4 separate regions of the Anser cygnoides genome follow, and all the other regions are linked to region 1. Evidence: chromatin contacts called from public Hi-C data. All regions are on one chromosome and are shown on one strand. Each heading gives the region's core, a stretch centred on a gene start, on an enhancer-like site or on the middle of the called end of the contact. The rest is flanking DNA. Distances are from core to core; before and after follow the strand shown. Region 1 overlaps SLC1A4 (solute carrier family 1 member 4). Region 2 overlaps SERTAD2 (SERTA domain containing 2). Region 3 overlaps SPRED2 (sprouty related EVH1 domain containing 2). Region 4 overlaps AFTPH (aftiphilin).

What was found. A called contact is a pair of places that touch in the nucleus more often than the background predicts.
Region 2: a Hi-C map of liver shows a contact between it and region 1, with 2.0 times the contacts expected there. The contact joins two enhancer-like sites. A contact is called at or near these places in 2 of 7 Hi-C or Micro-C datasets (both in liver).
Region 3: a contact with region 1 is called in a Hi-C map of liver, with 17 times the contacts expected there. The contact joins two enhancer-like sites. A contact is called at or near these places in 2 of 7 Hi-C or Micro-C datasets (both in liver).
Region 4: a contact with region 1 is called in a Hi-C map of liver, with 2.1 times the contacts expected there. The contact joins two enhancer-like sites. A contact is called at or near these places in 2 of 7 Hi-C or Micro-C datasets (both in liver).

What each region holds. Positions count from the first base shown.
Region 1 is chr3:804,061-806,960 of Taihu_goose_T2T_genome, reverse strand. It overlaps SLC1A4 (solute carrier family 1 member 4), which reads right to left. Exons shown (of 8, transcript XM_048060750.2): 8 at 1-2,900. The coding sequence ends at 2,696. Among named protein-coding and RNA genes, the nearest start is that of CEP68, 8.6 kb to the left of the region's middle. Within about 2 kb of position 1,565, at least 2 of the 3 cell types and tissues checked have open chromatin away from gene starts, as enhancers often do. A contact at or near this core is called in liver, where this site is marked.
Region 2 is chr3:670,531-673,684 of Taihu_goose_T2T_genome, reverse strand. All of the region lies in intron 1 of SERTAD2 (SERTA domain containing 2), which reads left to right. Among named protein-coding and RNA genes, the nearest start is that of SERTAD2, 63 kb to the left of the region's middle. Within about 2 kb of position 1,899, at least 1 of the 3 cell types and tissues checked has open chromatin away from gene starts, as enhancers often do. A contact at or near this core is called in liver, where this site is marked.
Region 3 is chr3:952,159-955,142 of Taihu_goose_T2T_genome, reverse strand. All of the region lies in intron 1 of SPRED2 (sprouty related EVH1 domain containing 2), which reads left to right. Among named protein-coding and RNA genes, the nearest start is that of SPRED2, 31 kb to the left of the region's middle. Within about 2 kb of position 1,317, at least 2 of the 3 cell types and tissues checked have open chromatin away from gene starts, as enhancers often do. A contact at or near this core is called in liver, where this site is marked.
Region 4 is chr3:605,691-608,864 of Taihu_goose_T2T_genome, reverse strand. The region is part of intron 3 of AFTPH (aftiphilin); the gene reads right to left. Among named protein-coding and RNA genes, the nearest start is that of AFTPH, 19 kb to the right of the region's middle. Within about 2 kb of position 1,259, at least 1 of the 3 cell types and tissues checked has open chromatin away from gene starts, as enhancers often do. A contact at or near this core is called in liver, where this site is marked.

The DNA.
Region 1 (2,900 bases), core at 316-2,815:
GCCCAGCCTTCACTCACCCCTAGAGTACTTTCATCTGTTGGCAACATTAGCTCTGGGGGGAAAAATCAAAACTGAGCAACTTCCTATTCTCAAATGTTGCTGTGACGCTTCACAGGAATTACCGTTTGGGTGCTGCCTGGTCTCATGTCTTCAGCTGAGCTGAATGTGTCATGGTGAGTGAGAGCATCAAAGGAGCTAAATGTCTGATGGGAGATAGAAATGCATCTACAGAACCCAGCCTGCAGGGAACAGTTTTGATTTCCAGTTCTCCTGAAGTATCCATATACTGTTTTAAAATCAAAATATTTGCAGTTCTGGTGCATTCACATTTTTCCATGAAACATTTAGACTTGTTAAAAAAAGGGGGGGGGGGTAGAGAACCATTTTTTCAAACCTCAAACATTTTTCAAAACGCTTCTTATTTGTTGACTTTCATTGTCAGCTACAAAGCACAGTTTTGGTTTCCTGAGTTGAAAGGAATTGGGATGATTCTAACGGGAGGAAATGCAAAGTTTCAGCAGGTCTTGATCTGCCAAAAATGAAATAATAAATATTGGCCAAAGGATGTCCCTAGAGAATTGTATTTGTCTTCTTCCATTTTTAAATTGAGCCAACGATTGATCCGATTTTGTGGACATGGCTATAAATAAGCCGGTTAAAAACAAACTTCACCTGTAGTTTCACAGTGGGCTGACTAATCCTTTCTTACTTTGTTTGCATAGTGCTGCAGCACACAATTAAACAGCCAGTCATGACGCACTCACTGTGTTCTCCCTCAGAGGTGGCCACATCTCATTCTGAGCGTCTTTTTGCAAAATTCATTGTGTCCCTTTACCAGGAAAGATGCTTTGCAAATGAAGGCTGCTGCTGCTATAAAATTGGAGCTGCCTCTTCCTAGTGCCGTGAACATAAACATCAGCAACTGGATATCTTTCCAAGATAGCTTCCTCTGAAGCAAGAGAGGAGAAAGAAAAGGGGAGACTTATCATTATTGTACATCAAAGCTAAGTGTAAATATATATTACTGAGTTAACAGTGTGGAGGACTGACCACATGCACTCATCTCGCTAAAGCAGCCAAAGGAAAGTGTCACAAGTCCAGGCAAATCTTGGCGTATGCACAGCTATCATTTTGTAACTACTTGCTGTCCAAAATGCCAAGAGAAATCAACAGGACTTTTGCAATGTTTGCCGGACTTTGATCAGGTTTGGGGTGCAAAATCAGGAAGTTTGTGGTAAAGGAAAAAAGGTGGAGTCAGAATCCAGAAGCATCTGGATCAGCTTCAAGCAAAGTTTACCATCTGCCATTAAGCATTACCCCAGCCCAGCACCACCCAGAAGTAAATGTAAGCTGCTGCTGGAAGTACATTTGTAGCAGGACCAAACTCCTAGCAGGATCAGGTATACAACTGTCCTAACGCCCAGAGATCACTGAACGTTTGTAACAGGACCAAATTCCCAACAGGAAAAGGGATACAACTGTCCCAACATTCAGAGATCACTGAACATTTGTAACAGGACCAAATTCCTAGCAGGAACAGGTATGCAACTGTTCCAGAGATCACTGAGGTTAGAAACTCACCTCCTTTCTTCCCCTTTCAAGCCAACAATCAGACCTGCCTGTCGTCAGTTCCCACATGTGTTCAGATTTTTTTCTCCCCTGTTCAATTTTGCCGGAAAAGGGATATGGCTTAATTTGTTTGGACTGACCCACTAAACAAACATGAGCAGGACATGGAGTGCTAGCAAAGGTGCATGTGTGTATTCATGAAGGGAACTGACTTCTTGCTTTCTTGATGTCACAGGCAAGCCTCTTTTAGACATATTTATGCTGGAACAGACTCCACATTTTTTAAGCCCCAGAGGGATTACTTTAACAAAATTTGTGCTTCCTCTGGACTTTTTTCTCAACAACTTGCTAAGAGGGGAGGAGAAAACCAGTTCCTGATCTGCTCTAAGATATCCTTCGTTTGGTTCCAAAGTTTGGGATTTACTCACCAAAAGGCAAGAAAGCTGCTACGAGCTGCAATGCAGCGGGGGAATGGAACAAGGTTTGGACCCCTGTGATTAATTCAGATATGACACTTAAAAAAAAAAAAAACAACTACTTTCCAGGTTCTATTTGATGTTTTCAAGTGACTGGAGAACAGGAGAGGAAGCGGAGTGGGAGAAAAATGTTGCTTCATATTGTGTGTATAATTGACAGTAACTGTTTCCAGGCAAGAAACTAAATTAAAGCAACATTCTCACCCACTCTGGAGTTTCTAAACTGTATCTCCATTTGAACAGCAGCACAATAAGCTTACTAATTTCTCCCTACGATAAGCATTTACTGGGATTTGTCTACTTCCCCACCTCCAACTCATAAGGGCCTTTACTAACAGATCTCTTGTAAAAACAGAAGTCTCAAATGGCATTGCTTTCCCCTACATGTATATGTGTGTGTACATGCAACACATATATACATGTATACATGGGAATTATCAAAACACTATCATAAAGCCAGCGTTCTTTCTCGCTGCCCCTTCTCTTCCCAACCCACCTCCCTCCCCTTCCTGTGGTCAGCAAATTTGAAAACAGACTGGAACTTAAAACTTTCAAGAGCCATCCAGCCCTTGTTAGCACTGCAAACGTCTAGGTGCGTTAACAAGTCCCCGGTCCACTTCTAGGACGCGTGTTAACAAACGGCCTCTAGTTCACAATACTGATTCCTTGGATTCAGGGTCTGCTGTACTGGTTGCGTTGGAGACTTGGTTTTTGTGGGTTACCAAAGGCGACGTCTCCTCTTCAGACTTGCTGTTAGCAACTGCTTCTACGCTGACTTCTTTTAGCTCCTGCTCTTTATCTTTCTTGTCTTTTTCATTCAGGTAATTGAGGATACCTGCTCCTAGGGCGTCCCCT
Region 2 (3,154 bases), core at 650-3,149, 130 kb after region 1:
TGCCCGTGTGAGCTGAAGAGGCAGCTCCTGTCTTTTTCTTCAGGTTTGTAGGGATTCACCTGCGTAAAATGCTCTATCCAGATGTGTTGGTGCTAAGTCTCGTGGGCTTCTCACAGGGTACTACATTTTTTTTTGAAGGCTCCTCAGTTTCTTCTGAAGTGCACGGGAAGCTGTCACATGGTAAAGCAAACTGTAGAAACGAATTGTGAAGTTGCTGTAGCTTATACACATATTGCCTTAGAAATTAAGCAGTTGATTAGGCAGGGTAAGTTTGAAGTAGCCTTTCCTGCCTGAAGTTAAAACGCACGCTTTTTTTTTTTTTTAAGGTGGTATCCTTTGAATGTGATTTAACATAGCAAGCCAGTGGTGGTGGTGGAGATAGCAGGAGGCTATCACTTTGTGCTGCCAGGCAGGTATATGAGAGCTGGTCCTAGGGGGCACTTCCATTGTCCAGGCACACACCGCAGCACCTAACAGCACAGCTGTAGGTTTTCCTCCTTTCGTGACTGATCCTACTTCCATTTAAGTTGGTAGCAAAAACCGCCCACTCCTTTTCGGCAGGAACTGGATTGGACTGCTAACGAATGAAGCTAGACTTTGTGCATATTAAAACAGCACTTTGATTTTTTGTGTCGAGCTGATTTCTTTCTCTCTGAAGCTGATTAAAAACAAACAAAAAGAAACTTGCTAGCCGTAGGTACTTCAGGTTTTGTCTGTAGATGAAGCAGTCTTTAAGAACATTAAATACGTCTGTAGGTGCTGATTTATTAAGAAATGTAATTGTATTCCTTTGTACACCTGCTATTTTTTTTTAATGGGAAAGATGAAGTAATGCCACTGTTTCTCTCAGTGTTTTGGTAGAAATAATGATATAAATAATCCAGGCATTCGAATTGGCTGCCTGAGAGGCATCAAGGAGTTTGAGATAATGTACTACTATCAAGGAAACCCTCAAATTTCATATTCCAATTTTTTTTTAGCTTCCATGAAGTACAACAGATCTTATGCGGTATCTAGTTTGGAGGATTTTGCCATCATTTACACAAGCTGCTTTTATTTTTCCAATAAATAATTCATAGGGGAAAAAAAAAATCCTTTCAGGAACTCTGACTTTTTTCACACTGATGTAAAACACTCCTGGCACAGTTCATCTCCGAGAGCGCTAACGCCAGACAGGTGATCCAAAATACTTGTGACCATTTTTGCTTTTATGTAACATCTTAAAGTGTAATCTGTCAAGCGGGGAGAACGCAGCGCTCTGAAAGTGTAAGTAGTTTTCTGGTAATCTACTTTTTATAAGGTCTGGATAGCAGGGATACACCTTCTTCCGAGCCAGCTCTCTACGTGCGAGCGGCGCAGGAGGAGGCAGCTCCAGTTGCAGCAGCGCCGGAGCAGGCGCACACGCACAAATCAGTGCCAGAAACAGCAGCTCTCAGCTACCGAGTCCAAAGATCACGAGTGTACCCGAGGAGGGAGCAAGGTCCAGTTTAAATGGAAGCAGGTTGGCAGTGCGCACGGGCCTCGAGTGTGGATGAATCTCTTGCTAATTAATAGTTTGAAGGAAGTCGAATTTGCCAATCCCAGAACAGTGCCGACTTTCTCTGGGGGCCCAGCATTGCGTGTTTTCTGCCGCTTGTTTTACGTCCAAACTTCTGCCAGTCAGAAACACTGTGCTGTCATGAAGAAGTGCCTGCTTTCTGTAAGTGGAGAGAGACCCTCCAACATGTGTTAGTTCTTTAATTCTTTTATAAACAAAGTCAGTTTTTGTGTTTGCTATAGCAGAGGCTTCAGGTTTTTCGGTTTGTTCAGCATTACCAGTGCAAACACTCAAAAAAAATAAAATAACAATGCTGACTGTTTAACGCAAGCGGGGAAAGGCAGCCCTGTAAATGCAGCGCTAACTTTGCCGTTGGGTGCACTGAAGTCGAGCAAAAACAAAGTTCAAAGCAAACGTGGCTGGGAGATTGCAGCAGCTTTGTGGAAGAAATAAGCCTGCACGTCCCGCATTGGTGCCGCACCGAGCGCAGTGGGGTCCCTGCCCTCCCTGCTAACCATGCGGGGACGAGACGGTGTGTCACTGTGCAGAATAGAAACCGCGCGGCGCCGTTCGCCTGGCCGAGTGTGTCAGATGCTCTGTGTCAGCGCACAGCGACCGGGAGGAGCTGTGAAGGCTCCCATGCTCGACCAGCGGCCGGGAGATTCCTCCAGCTCGAAGGGGAATTCCTGGCTGGGGAAGAGTTGCTTCGAGGGGCGTTCTCGAGGGAGAGCCGGGACCATCTCTGGGGACACAGAGCAGCGTGAGGGTATGGCGCCGACGGGCTTCAGAAAAGGCGTCAAGTTGTGGCGAGGAGCAAGGTAGCTGGAAAAGACTTACGGAGCCAGGGAGCCACCAGAGAGCAAGTTTTAGCCTTTCATGCCTTCGCTCCGTTGAGGACCAGGCCTCATCTGGGGCAAGTGAGACAGCGGCCACTGCCACATCAGAGGGGCCAGGCTGCTGCTGTGTGTCATAGCCGTGCTCAGTGTCCCCTGGGTGCAAGTTCGAGCCATCACTTGTCCAAACACAGGGCCGGATTCGGTCCTCTGCCCTGCATGGTACATAACTGTAGGGTTGCCCTACAACGCCCCAAGTTCCCAGTCTGTATGACCTGGTCGGTGTTTTGATGAGCAGTGGGCTTAACGAGGAACGTCTCGTTAATAACACATTGGAATTGAGTTTTAAGTGGCGTTGAATGACATGAATCTCAGTCCGTGTAATTACTGGGAGCCAAAGCTTGTTTCCATTGCTTTCACACCAGTAAGACATATTTGATTTCATCTGGCAGCTTCTGCTTCCAGGGAAGTTTGAATAAAATTGTATTCTACTATGTTATGAACACAAAAGAGAAAAGTGCAAAAGTGGGTTGTTTTCTTTAATGTTATTTTTAAAACTGGGCGGTACATGGAAGTAACAGAAGAAAGAAGTTCCTTTTTCAAAGGAACCCTGAGTTGGTGGAAAGATCTAAACTCACCCGAAAACTTGCTTGGATGATCTGTAATGAAAAAAACTCTTCTCTCGATCCCAGATCTTCGACCTCCCCAGAACCCCCTGAGCTGTTTGAGCCGCGCTCGCCTTCAGTGGAAACGTGACAATTACCAACTCCTCCCTTTGCAGTTT
Region 3 (2,984 bases), core at 68-2,567, 150 kb before region 1:
GAAGTGTTTTAGAGGTTAAGGGCTTCTAGGAGAAAAATAGGCCCAGACACTTTATTCCCCCCATCCTCAAATCTGAAGGGTGCCATTTCCCATCCTCCAGCTAAATGAAAAATGGAAGCTTTATCTGACAAAGGAATTACAAAGTGCAGGAAAGTGCTTGTATCCCCCGTGAATGGAGCCAGTCTCTTAGACGCACAAATGCTTTGTAAAAGTTAGGTAATGCAGCTGTGATTCAGTTATCTCAAAAATAATCATTCAGTCACTTCGTGTTTAGGAAAATTCTCAATATCCTTCAGAACAGCAATTACAAACGCACACACTTTTTTTTTTTTTTTAATATATTTTTATATGTACGTATGCACACCCACGAGCTATAATTTTTAAAGGGTTCTCTTTCCCTTCCAATAAAAGCAGCACGTGGCTTGCTGCACTACCTCTCCTCCCCGGGTTCATTATGGTTTTTGTTCTGGGTGGGGCTGGCCAACAACCTGAGACAGCCCCAGCAGCAGCTGGCCGGCTGCCATGCAGCTGGGTGATCCCTGCGGATGCTTTCCTCTGCAGCTTTTAATGCTGCTGAAGACGAATCTGTAGGGTTAAGATAGCACAGGACTCCATTTAAGAGCGTAATTAAGAATAGTTTGCATGAAAGGCGTAGTATGCGGGCCGTAAACCCAACAATTAGAGCGGTCTTAAAGTTTTAGAAGCCCATAAAACGAGGGGAACTAAGGCTACTGCTGGATTTTTGGCTATTTTGTTTTTTTTAACTACGTGAAAGATGTGCGTTATCTAATCCTGGGGACAGTCAGTATCTTGCTAATAGAAACAAACCAAGTATTTTCACCTACCTCGTTACCATTCTTCCTGGAATAGCCGAATTGCCCAGCTGCCACCATAAAAGTGAAGGGGGCTGGCTTCAACGTGGCTGTTTTCGCTTCATGGTGCTCTGAACTAGCAAGGTGCCCGTGGGATCTGCAGATTGCTCCTGAGCTGGGTGGCGTGTGATGGCTTGCGAGTAGCCAGAGCCTTGGTGCATTCACATAAAGTTAAATCACAACGAAAATAAACAGCTTTCATGTGAAGGAAGCAAGGTCCGTATATGGACCTGAAGTATTTGAGGACCTCCCAGGCATTTATCAACGCTGGCATGAGGGGAAGGAGCACTGCCTATTCTAGGCTTATGGGTAGAAACTGCAGACACGATTTTGGCTTTAATGAAGCCTGGAAAATTCAACATGCAGCTTGTAAGTCCTCATACAGTGACTACACTAAGCCGTCAATCCCTAATAAGCCTTAACCTTCTGGTTTTTGGTGCTTTTCTGTTTGTTTGTTTTTCTTTCTTTTACTTTCCTAAGTCCCTTGGCATCAGCTAAGTGTTGGGAAACGTACATCTGTGGCTGGAGCCTGGTAGGAGCGGGTCCGGGCTCCCGGGTCAGCGCAGCGTCACTCATGACTTTTGATCCCGTAGGAAAGTGTGCCAAGGGATTATGTGAATGGAGCCAGAGCCGCTGCACTCTGCTTACCTTGCCAAAGGTGAACCCTTCTGCAGGACAAGGTCCTTTTCTAATAGGGGAGCAGAGGTCTTCTCGCCGTGGTGGGGGATGGAAACTAGCTTCCCTTGCTCGATGTATTTAAGGAGGTAGCTTTTCAAAATGGGAGGACTTCCGTTTATATGGTATTTTGGATGGGTGGGAGCGAGAGATGGTGAGCAATGAGGAACAGAGTAAAATTCAAGTATTCCTTCCATGTCAAAATCTAGTTCCTTCAAGTTCGTCCCCCACCATGTATTCTTGGAAAGCCAGCGAACGATTCTGCACCGTCAATACGTCCTCTCCCCGTTAAAGCAAATTACTCAATTGCTCTGTTTGGGTCCAAAAAATTGCCGTCCCAGCTTGTTTCCCCCTGGCCCTCTGTTATCACAAGAGCGTCTTGGCTGTAGGCAAACCGTGGTCCAAAACCTGGCCATCTTCCCACAAGCCTGATCGGGGTGCAGGAGGTGTCCCCAGCTGAGGATGTCAGGGACAGCCCAACCATGCTGGCTTCTGAAAAATGCCTCTCAAAAATATAATCGTCAGTTTGAGTTAACGAAGCACCCAGCTTTTCCCCTAATGGGTGTCACGCAGCTGTTGGGCACATGGGTGAAATTGGTGGCCTCGGCAGCAGAGGTTGTCACCGTATCAGTGTGGACAGGAAAATGAAAACCGGATGGTTCCGTGGCCCACCACAAGGTGGTTTTAATGGGGAGGGATGGTAGTCAGAGCACCTAAATTTTACGTGTAGGCGTCTGCTAGTGTGCTGAAATAACTCTGAGCCTAGAAATCACTGAGAGGTGATGGAAATGCAAATAATTGGTGGAAAATACAAAGTACCAAGTAACTGCTGATTTCTTGATTTTACTTTAAATGGATGATTTCTGAAGCAAAGTAACTGAAGACTGCGTTCCTTTTGGGATAGCCAAAGGCTCTGGCTGCTCCCCTAAAGCTGAGTGGTAAATCACACAGGAAGCTGTATTGCAGGCAGCAGTTTTCAAGCCTGGAAGGCGAAGCAGCAGTTTGAGTGGATGACTTCTGCAGGAGGATGGGGAGGAAGGTTGTATCTAGTGCTTCTGACCTCCGAAGAGAGGTTGAAATATAATGGGAATTCTCCAGAAGTGAAAGGAGCTACCGTAAAAACAGGACCAAAAAGGAGCCTTGGAGAACAGGAGATGGTTGAGACAAAAAGGCATAGTTGGCTTTCTTTGCTCTTTGTCCATATAGACCATATGGGAAGAATACACAGAAGAAGAGAACACAAATTACCCTGGACGGAAGCAGCTCAGTTTTTACAAAGTAGGAAATCAGATGAAGTATTTTGCTTAATTCTAAGTATCAGGAAGCCAAAGAGATCCAAGTTGCCGCAGGTAAAATGTAGAAATGGTTGTTCATTGGAAAATAAAAAGGTAACGAGATCCATTTACAGGCACGCTTGCCTCATTTCCTGCACCAGGA
Region 4 (3,174 bases), core at 10-2,509, 200 kb after region 1:
TATCCTGGACTCTACTTGGCCACGCTAAATCCACCCCAGCTGTCTGCACATGAACTCAGCAGAGACGGGTCACTGTTGCTCTTCAGAGCTGTGAAAAAAAGAGGTGCTGAAGCTTGCCATAAAGACAATATTTTTGGGCTACACTACATAAAAGGTCCATGTGAATTGAAGCTTTCACCACTGAACTACTATAATGCTTCCCTGGGTGAAGTTTCAGGGAACTCTGTGCACAGGGGGTAAAAAAAAAAAAAAGATGTCTTGCTTCTGTCTGTGGTGCCAGTCACACATCAGCACACGACAGCTCATCCAGTGAGCGACCCCCATGCCGTAAGCTATGGAGCAGAGCGGCGCTTTGTGCCTCCTGCCTCCCCTCTCTCCACTGGAGGAGGCAGCCCCATTTCTCAGCACAACCCCTCCTTTACCCCACCTGGCTCTTGCTCGAAGTCCAGGGCAGCCTGCTGTCCCCTGAAGGGGGAGGGTGAGAAGTGGAGCATCCCTTCAGCCCCCTTCTCCTGCTACAGGGGAAAAGAGGATACAGAGGAAGAAACTCTCAGGCTCTGGGCTGTTTGTGTCTACTGAACGCACAACCAGGAGACCTAAGAATAAATAAAAACAGTGTAAAAGTTGCAGTACATTAGTCAGAAAAATGAGATATTCCACATTTATCTGGCAGAAGAACATAAGAAAGGAGACAGAAATGGGCATTTGAAGGAATGCTAAAAGTATAATTTACAGATGGACTGAAATGATAGAGGCATGACCAGCCTCCAGAATGCAGAAGTTCGGTGAAGGCTCTCTCAAAAAAAAAAAAAAAAGGCAGATCAAAGATCAGGGGCCAGAAGCCAAGAAAAGAAACTGATTAACCAGAGAGATCTTATTTGATATTACACACCCACTGTTCTGAGAGGGCCTCTTACAAGAATTTACGGCCATTTCAATATTATGTAGACATTTAGTGAGAAACTCCCTTTGCTGTGTTTTGTAATACCCAAACAATATTTTCATCAACACATTCGCCGCTGTGTAACTAACTCACTGTATACTTCCGTAACTTCATCACCTTTTTAAGAGCTAACCTACAGGACCACACAGTTAAAATCCATTTTTTTAGCTCCACCACTTTAACGGCTACAAATCACCAAAGGATCCAAACCCACCAACTTCAGAGGGTCTCGAGGTCTTCTGGGCTCAAGCACTAAGAAACAGACATGAACAGTTAACTAAGCACACATAAACAACCAAACCACTAAGTTCCCAGTTACATAGGGGCAGTTTTTTAATTTGGAACAGTTTACGGACTGCAACTGCTTAAATTAAAAACCACTTGGTCTTCCACATAGCAACATTTATTTCTCCAATGTGCAGGCTGTGCTTAGCAAACAGAGCACCTTCGCCAAGCAATGGGAGAAGCGCTGCAGGCACAACAACCGAGCCAAGAGGAGAAGCAAAGCTAGCATAGAACACCAGCTTCACTTCTCACGATCCCAGCGTGTTTCTTCTCCCCATTCTCCTCTTAAAAAGAAGTTCATTTTAACACAGCGCCATAAATTTCTTAGAGGTTGGGGAAAAAAAAAAAAGTGTTTCATTCTTATTTATCCGCATTTATTTCTGCGGATATTTTATAATGGAAACAATGGTCCTAAACCAAGAGTTACAAGGCAGCAAGGATGCTATTTAGTTATGCAATCAAGTGGTGTCTTTTATTGCTTGATGCAAGAGAGTTATAAACCACAGGCAAGTTAAGTGTAGAAATGTGAAGCTGTCTCCCTTCTTTGGCTGGAAGGCTCATCCATTTATTCTCCCTCAGCTGGAGAGTATCAAATCTTGTGTCTTCCATGCAGGTAAAATGAAGTTTAATAGTTACCTCACTAGACCACATAAAACTTACTTCCCATTTCAGTCATGCTATTATTATCTAGCGGTGGTGTACTGATTTTTCAGCCAGGCTCTGAGAGGAAGTATGGTAGACAAAACTTACGTGTACAAGATGGAAAATAACTTTTAAAAGACTGTGGCATATGAACAGAAATGCTACACCAGTTCTTCCTCCCAAGCTATTTTCTGTTGTAAGATCCCCTTAGCCAGCCTGTTCTGAATTACAGCAATTATGAGATACTTTTAATGGTCTGTTTTGGTCTGTTATTCAGCTGAACATCCTTAAAAACTATGCTATGAACATAAAAAAGCCTTTCCAGACAGATAAGTTTATACTGCAAGTTGTTACCCAACTGTCTGAACTTAATTTAGCCAACAGTACCCTAATTTATCTTAGTGAACAGGGAGTCTGAAGTCTTTATGGCCGTAGCTACGTTTTTTCCAAGAGGATGACTATTCATTCATTGCCCAAGAAGTGCTCTCAACATGACAGTGATGCAGGGTTTTCTTTGTCTTGATGCACACTTGCAGCTCAGGAGCTGTACATCATCCACTCTGATTAATCTGAAGAGGTCGAGCTTCGGCACACAGGCTCTCTGATAAGCAGAGGATCTGAAAAGCTGCTTGAAGGGTTGTTTATATTTCCCTTTCTCCCGTTTCCAGATTTGTTAAGTCTCAGCTAAACCATGGAAGAGTTTTGGCCTTCCAAACAAACCACTGCTCATCTTCGCCTCCTCTAGAGATGCTTATACTCCCTGAACATGGCTAGGCACGGCTGTACCACCCACCTCCGTGCCTACTGTAAGTAAAAACTGCTCTTGTGCTTCGCTAAATCCTCTCCATATTGTTAACACACAATGCTGCAGAGTAACCCCCTCAGCTGACTAATGTTCAGCACTATCTCATGGAAACAGCTGCACTGTGAGCTTTATATTCCTTACAAACACGTGTTGTGTGGTCACATAAAGGGGATTAATGCACAAGGTATGGTAAAGGTTTGCTCAGAACTTGGTAGATGAAGCAATTCACCTGATACTACATCCTAAATCAGTTTTGCTGAACACAAAGGCACATCTATATCATATGCAAGCCTGCAGTTATACCGAAACAAACGACTCCACATTTTCAGCTGAAGGAAAACATTACATGATTAAGGTACACAGTAGTACTGAAATGGGTTCGAACAATAGTTGTATATCTTCCAGCTTCAGAGGCTGAAGAACACACTCTTTCTAATGGGTTACATATTCTTTCAGTGATTTTAACTGAAAACTGAATACCATTCCCTTTTTCCCCCCT